Linked DNA regions of Mus musculus: region 1 is linked to region 2. A link is a contact called in public Hi-C data. All regions are on one chromosome and are shown on one strand. Each heading gives the region's core, a stretch centred on a gene start, on an enhancer-like site or on the middle of the called end of the contact. The rest is flanking DNA. Distances are from core to core; before and after follow the strand shown.

Region 1 (3,728 bases), core at 607-3,106, 370 kb after region 2:
ATACTGAGTCAGATACTGGTCAGATCCACTTCTGGAAACTAGATTTTCTTTCCCTCAAATCAGTTTTCAAGGAATCCCACAATGAAGTCCATATTACTGTGGGTTCTCAGAGGGATAGGGAGGCTACCCCCCAGGAGAGCTTCATTTTGGAATATTCCTGTTGCTATAAGAGACAAAAAGGTGGACAGTTTTCTGTTCAGTTGGTTCAGATAGTCTTTTAGAAGCCAGGGAGACAGGGACAAGAGAATGACTAGGGGCCTTATGTCCCCAACACGTTCCACCTCCACAGTGTAGTTGTTTCTGGTGCTCAAGGATGATTCATTACCTTTCCCAGTTTCCCACAATTCCTAGGGGCAGAGGCTGCCACACTCTTTTGCTCATGTGAAAACCCTCTGTGGAGTTGTCTGTTCCAGTGCCCCGACAGAAGTTCTCTCTACATTCACTACTGACATGTACAAAGATTTACTCACGTCTGGGAAGGCCTTTAACTACATGTTGAAGGGGATCCTCCTGGAACTATACTGTTGTGTTGCAACCACTAGCTTGACCATTTATCTACTCTGTGTGACCATGGACGAGTTTCACATGCTGATGCCTTAGTGTTCTGCATCTATAGAGCTAAGGTGTGAGCTTCCATCTAGGACGTTACAGGCGAGACTATCTGAATCCACCCCACCCCACAATGAGAGCAAAAAGCTCCACCGAGGACTACTTCATCATGGTGGAACTGGGAACAGTGCGTGAGTGAGCAGCTCTCAGCTCTAGTTGACCAGCCCAAGTGCTGTTCAGTACCCTAGGATACTGAGTCAGATACTGGTCAGATCCAATTCTGGAAGTGAGATTATCTTTCCCTCAAGTCAGTTTTAAAGGAATCCCCCAATGAAACCATTTCCTGTGATACACTCTTGCTAAAATAATAATGGAACCTTCTGGGTCTGCCTACAGCTGAGGTCACACAGCAATCTGCATCCACATTCCGGCGCATTATGTGAAAAGCTCATTTGTGTCTCTTTAGTTACATATTTACTCAAAAGTGACATAGACTAATACTGAATTGTACCAAGTGGCATGTGACTGCTGTACTCAAAATGTTCGGATTATTTTGAATGAATGGATTTATTTCCTCCTTGTAGCTTTGGGAAGTCTAGCCTATCTGGTTTCAGTTAGGCAACAGTCTGTGGCCAGCATTTTCTGGTACATTTGAAACTGTTGAATACTGAGAGCTAAAACCTCTCCACTGGCAGTGCAGCTTAAGCCTAATGTAGATATAAACACATTTAATGGCACTTTACTTAGGTACAGCTTTATTATTCTTAACTCTCATAGTAATTTTGAATCACATTGCATTAACAAATTTTTATTAGGTTTCCCCATGGCAAGCTGGTTGCAGACAAGGCCCTTCCTGACTCTCCCTCCAGAACACGAATCTTAGGTCTCCTTACTAACTCCAGAGAGCACAGAGCTGTGAAGAGCTTGCCTTTGCCCTTTCCTAGCTCAGCAGGCTCTGAAGGACATGGGTCCCACTCCCTACTCAACCACCTTGCAGATGTGACAGTTGGTGACAGGGGAGAACTGGCAAGAGTGACTCCTGCAGCTGCTGGGTTTATGAACTATTTCATGGCCTAAATGATTACCCTGTGCTTTTGTGTAGGATGGCTCTAGTAGACAGCTAGACCCTGCCCAAGAGCCTACAGCATGGGCAGCACATTGCATGTAGTGCATAGCGAGGTAGGTAGCTTAACAGACAGTCATGCTGGAAACCCTGGTGCCCAGCAGGCCAACCAACATGTCCTGGAGTGCTGTGGAGATCTGGAGCCCCAGCAGGAAAGAAGGGCATTCTAGAATCTTCAAGAAAGCATGCCCTGCAGGCCGCACTGCTGAGTCACAGACTAACCACAGACCTCATCCAGGCCACTGTGTTCAACACTTTAGCTTATTAACTGGAAACAAAAATTAATAGGGAAGACAATATCTTGCAGTGAGTTTATGTGTGAGCTGTGTAAGTGTGGGCAGGTGAATTTCCCTGTGTGTCTTTGTTTCTCACAGGCATATTGCATTTATTGAGACATATTACATCTGCATAGGATATGGTAAGCATAAAGCTGTATCAAAGTGTGGGGTTGAACCAAATAAAAGGCAGATATCTTTGAAGATGCATACCCTATATAGACGGCAGGGGGCTAGACATACACACCGAAACACCAACCATGGTCCGTCTGAGTGGTGGACTAGAGAGGATCTTTTTACTTCCCTGCTGCTCTCTTTCCATGTTTGCTGTATTTTCTCTAATGACACATTATCTTTTGGTTAGAACAAAAAATAATTATACCTATTTATAATTATTTTGTTCTATATATTATATGAAAATAGTCATTGAGTGAGCATGGCCCCCGTGGCTTCATATGTTTAAATGTTTGGTCTCCAGTTGCTGGAACTGTTTGGAAAGGACTAGTAGCCTTTTGGAGGAGGCATGTCACTGGCAGGCTCTGAGGTTTCAAGAGACTCACACAATTCCCAGTGTCACCCTCTCTGCTCCCGTTTATGGATCAGGATGTGAAGTCTGAGCTGCAGTGCTGCTCTGCTGCCCACCGTGACGGCCATGAGCTCACCCTCCCTCAGAAACTGTAAGCTTCCTAGGTCTCCTCACAGGAATAGAAAAGTAACTATGAAAGTTATGGAGAGCAAGATGAGAAAATGTTACTGAAAGTCCGGCCATCGTCCCCCCTGGGCAGTGTCTCTGGAATATTCTAACATTACCTTCCTCTTCTTCCAAAGAGAACAAATCACAAGTGGTCACACTGATGTTAATGTGAGCAGTGCACTGACAGCAAATCACAAATGGCAATACAACATGTTCGCTCACTATCTGACAACTGACAACTCTGTGAGCCTTTAAATATATTAAAAAGGGGGACCATCCCTCCTTCTCTCCTTCCCCTGCCCCTCGCTCTCTCTTTCTGGTTATTCGAGACAGAGTTCTTCCATGTAGCACTGACTGTCCTTGAACTTGATCTGTAGACCAAGCTGGCCTTGAACTCAACAGAGATCCACCTGCCTCTGCCTCCCAAGTGCTGGGATTAAAGGCCTGTACCTACCACTACCTAGCCAGATAATTTTATTAAGAGAAATGGCTTAGGTGATTTCACAATAGCTTATAGATGCTTGCTTTGCCACCAAAAAAAGTTCCTATAATCTACTTCTGTGCTTATTACTTTACATCAGGGTGTTCCTGCTGTGCCACCAGAGCACAAATATTTCAACAAAATCCCCCTATAAACAGACAGTAGATTTTTTTTTCTTTAAGGAAAAGCTAAGTGTTGAATAAAGAATACTAAATATAATCACAGTTGTAATCAGGGCATTGGCTTTTTCTCCTGCACCAACATTTGAGAGTCTAATACAGTGCATGATTGTAACTGGAGGTTTTCTGGAGGGTGCCCTGATCTCAGAAGAACAAAAAGGGTATTAGTTACTTCTTTCCAGACTGCATATCGGCCCTGAGGAGTTGAGCTTCCTGTATTAGAAAGTTCCTCAGTAAGGTGGGGTTGGCAAAGGAGAGCTTTCAGTGTGTCACAGCATTTCCCGATGATCCGCAGTGAAGCTGGAGAGCAACTAGACTTGGCCATGCCTTCCACCCAAGGGCAGAAGGTAGTTTAGGCTTCGTGGGCTAAGGGGTCTCCCTTATAATGACTTCCCTCTGCTGAGACAGGGTGAAAGTGACCACAGAC
Region 2 (3,285 bases), core at 325-2,824:
TAAAGGTGTACACCACCACGCCTGGCCAAAAAACAACAAAACAAAAAAACAAAAAACCCAAAACCTTTTTTGGCATAGGAGAGGATAACACCTTTTAAGTGCTTTGAAAAACTGTGTTTGTAACAAGAGAGAGACGTCAGGTCATGCTTTGAACAGGAATGTAGGCTCTCATCAGTGACTACTTGGTCCAGGGTGAAACTGTTTGGGAAGGATTTGCTGACTTGGGCATCCGCACTGTTCCTAGTTAGCTCTCCTTCTGCCCCATGCTTTGGGTCAGATGCAGGCTCTCAGCTACTGCTCCAGTGCCATGCTGACTGCCTGCTACTGTGCTCTCTGCTGCCGTGATGGTCATGGGCTCGAACCTTTGCTAACAGTGATGACCTGATAACCATCTTGAATCTCTCTCTTTCTCATCTTACATTTCTTACATTGGCCTGAAACTTAAACAGTTGGTTTATACTGTAAAAAATATTTAGTGTTTGCCTATCTCTTTTTGGGTTATAAAGCAGTCTCTCTCTCCTATCTTATCTTTATCTTATCCTTGTTCCCATTTCTCAGGGGAATAGTGTGAGGTTTATCGAGCTAGGATAAAGGCAAAATTGATCCCTAGATAAGAAACCTGTCATTGTCATTAAACATCCATCAACTTAATGGGGGTGGGGGCAGTAATCAACAACATGCTTTATTGCCTTGTATTATATAACTGAGGATGACTTTTTTTTTTTTTTTTTTTTTTTTGGTTTTTCGAGACAGGGTTTCTCTGTGTAGCCCTGGTTGTCCTGGAACTCACTCTGTAGACCAGGTTGGCCTCGAACTCAGAAATCCGCCTGCCTCTGCCTCCCAAGTGCTGGGATTAAAGGCGTGTGCCACCACACCTGGCCCTGAGGATGACTTTAAACGTCTGACCCCTCTACCTCTACATCCCAGGATTGCAGGCATGCACCACCACACCTTGTTTTATTTGGTGCTGGGGACTGAACCTGAGCTTCAAGCACGCTCGGCGAGGAGTGCTTTACCAACAGCACCCCCGTCCCAGCCTTAGTAACGTTCCCTTTCTCCCCTTTCCCTAGGCTTACTTGATCCGTTTCCTGCATGTTCACACCCAGCTTTAGTCTCCTTCCCCGAGCAGCCTGTCTGATGAGAAATTGAGAGACTCGTTTGATGGAAGGAAACTGCAGGGTGAGCTGAAGTTCCTCTGTCCCTTCGGGCTGGAGCAATGGCACTCAGATCATTTCTGGGAATAAGAAGGCTGGGATTCTGGGGCAGAAATGAGACCTTTTTGTCCCCCGGCATATACTTTCTGCCCTGAAGCATCAGAGCTGCTACAGAGCACCGCAGCCGTGGGATGGGAAGAGCTCGTTCTTGAGTCTCCTTTGGATGTCATCATTTGATTAAGTCCTGGCCACTGTGAGGCAAGCAGGAGTGATGGGCACAAATTCTGGGACAGGAAAAGAAGAAAGGCAACAGTCCCTTCTCTTTTCTCTTCTGGAGGGTTGGCACATGGATGCCTTGGTGGTTGGTACAACAATCATGTCATACCACAAGGCAGAAGCCACATGCGGAGCCAAAGCCCTGGCCTGTCCAGCTGCCCTGCTTCCTCATTTTTATTTTTCCTTCTTAGATTTGTGGCTCTCTCTTGCTAACACTCTGGCTTCTATCATGGTGACAGTTACAGCAAAAAAAAAAATTTAAGGTCTATAGCTTTATACTGTCTGAGCTTGGGCAATGCCATGCCCTCCTTAGATGTTGGTTCAAGATAACAAAAATCTCCTGTGCCTTTGTAAGTGGTGCAACCATTTCCTCTGCTGTTATGAGTCACAGGCTATAGAGGACACAACAAGACAAAAAATGGGTGAGCTGAGGTGCATCAGCATTAAAATATCTGGGCTTTCAAGGACATTATACAGGAAATGAAAAGAGAATATTGGGAAAATTTTGGAAATCGCACATCTGATGAACATCTGACATCTGGACAGCTATAAAGGACTCTTACAGCTCAACAAAAACCCAGTTTAAAAGTGGGCATCTGGGCTTGGTAACATACATCTCACTTAGAGGCTGAGGCTAGAGTGTCGCCGTGAGTTCAAGGGCAGCCTAGGCTAGCAAAATGCTACCCCAGACACAGCAATAACAACAGAAAGCAGCAGAACAAAGAGGGGGTGCTTTGTCATGTATTTATTCAGAGGACAACACTAATGGCCAATAGACACTGGAAGGTGCTCAAGAGCTTAGCCCTTAGTTAAATGCAGATCAAAGCAAAGCAATGAGTTATTCCATACCGACTAGAGCATCCATGAGCAAGGAGGATGCTTAAGAAAAAATAATCCAAGGGTGACGGTGGTGGTGGCAGGGAGCAAGCATTAGAGGACATGAAGAAATTGTGATCTTTATTCCTGGGTGGAATATAAATGCATTGTCTGTGGTAAATTGGTTGCCAGTTTCTCGAAAAGAAGTGAAACATAAAATTACATTTCCCTCGGGGATCCTACTGCTCTGAAGACTGAAAAGAATGGGAAACAAGAATTTTAACAGAGACAGGTACGTATGCATGCTTAGGGTAGCATTGCTCATGATAAGCAAGAGCTGGAGAGATCAAAAGGCCCATCGAGCATGACTAAACAGAGCCAGTAGAATATTATCTAGCACCAAAAAAAAAACAAAGTATGACATGTGTTACAACACAAGTGACACTTGAAAACATTATGCTAGGTAGGAGAGGTCAGACTTGAAAAGGTGACATGTGTGGTTTCATTGGTACAAAATATCCAGAGAAGATCAATCCATAGGGACAGAGAGTAGCTTGGTTATTTTCAGGAGACAGAGAGAGAAGAAAATGGAGGAGGGCCATGACATATATGGGTTTCCTTCTGAGTTGATGAAAATGTTTGAGAACTAGTGGTATGGTGTTTAAGAAACACTTTGACTGTACTAAATGTCATAGGACGATTCATTTTAAAAATTGCCAATTTATGTTATAGGAATTTTTACCTCAGCTGGAACATACCACAACACACACACACACACACACACACACACGTACACACGTACACACACACACACATGCACGTACACAAACCCCTAAAGGCCTCAGAACAATAAGAGTATTTCCGAAAAGATACCCAGCAGTGCAGGGGTCTGCTCGAAGGATGCTGTGAGCCATCTAAGCAACAGGGCCACTAATGAGCTCCCTCCTCCCTGGAAGCCCACATCCCTCCTCCTCCTCCCTTGCTCCTCTCAGCTATTCATTAGGCTCCAACCTGCTACTTGTCAGGTAGCATTAGTTGT

What was found. Hi-C and Micro-C count contacts between places; a contact is called where the count stands out from the background.
Region 1: a Hi-C map of granulocyte-monocyte progenitors shows a contact between it and region 2, with 1.9 times the contacts expected there. The contact joins two enhancer-like sites. A contact is called at or near these places in 3 of 484 Hi-C or Micro-C datasets (embryonic stem cells, granulocyte-monocyte progenitors and uterus), 2 of 115 datasets of contacts at active chromatin or transcription factors (large pre-B cells and pancreatic cancer cells) and 1 of 9 other capture datasets (embryonic stem cells).

Annotation. Positions count from the first base shown.
Region 1 is chr6:52,844,640-52,848,367 of GRCm38.p6, forward strand. The region is part of intron 2 of Jazf1 (JAZF zinc finger 1); the gene reads right to left. Among named protein-coding and RNA genes, the nearest start is that of Gm52903, 20 kb to the right of the region's middle. Within about 2 kb of position 1,857, at least 24 of the 459 cell types and tissues checked have an H3K27ac peak or open chromatin away from gene starts, as enhancers often do. A contact at or near this core is called in granulocyte-monocyte progenitors, where this site is marked.
Region 2 is chr6:52,470,022-52,473,306 of GRCm38.p6, forward strand. No RefSeq gene overlaps it. Among named protein-coding and RNA genes, the nearest start is that of 1700094M24Rik, 21 kb to the right of the region's middle. Within about 2 kb of position 1,575, at least 40 of the 459 cell types and tissues checked have an H3K27ac peak or open chromatin away from gene starts, as enhancers often do. A contact at or near this core is called in granulocyte-monocyte progenitors, where this site is marked.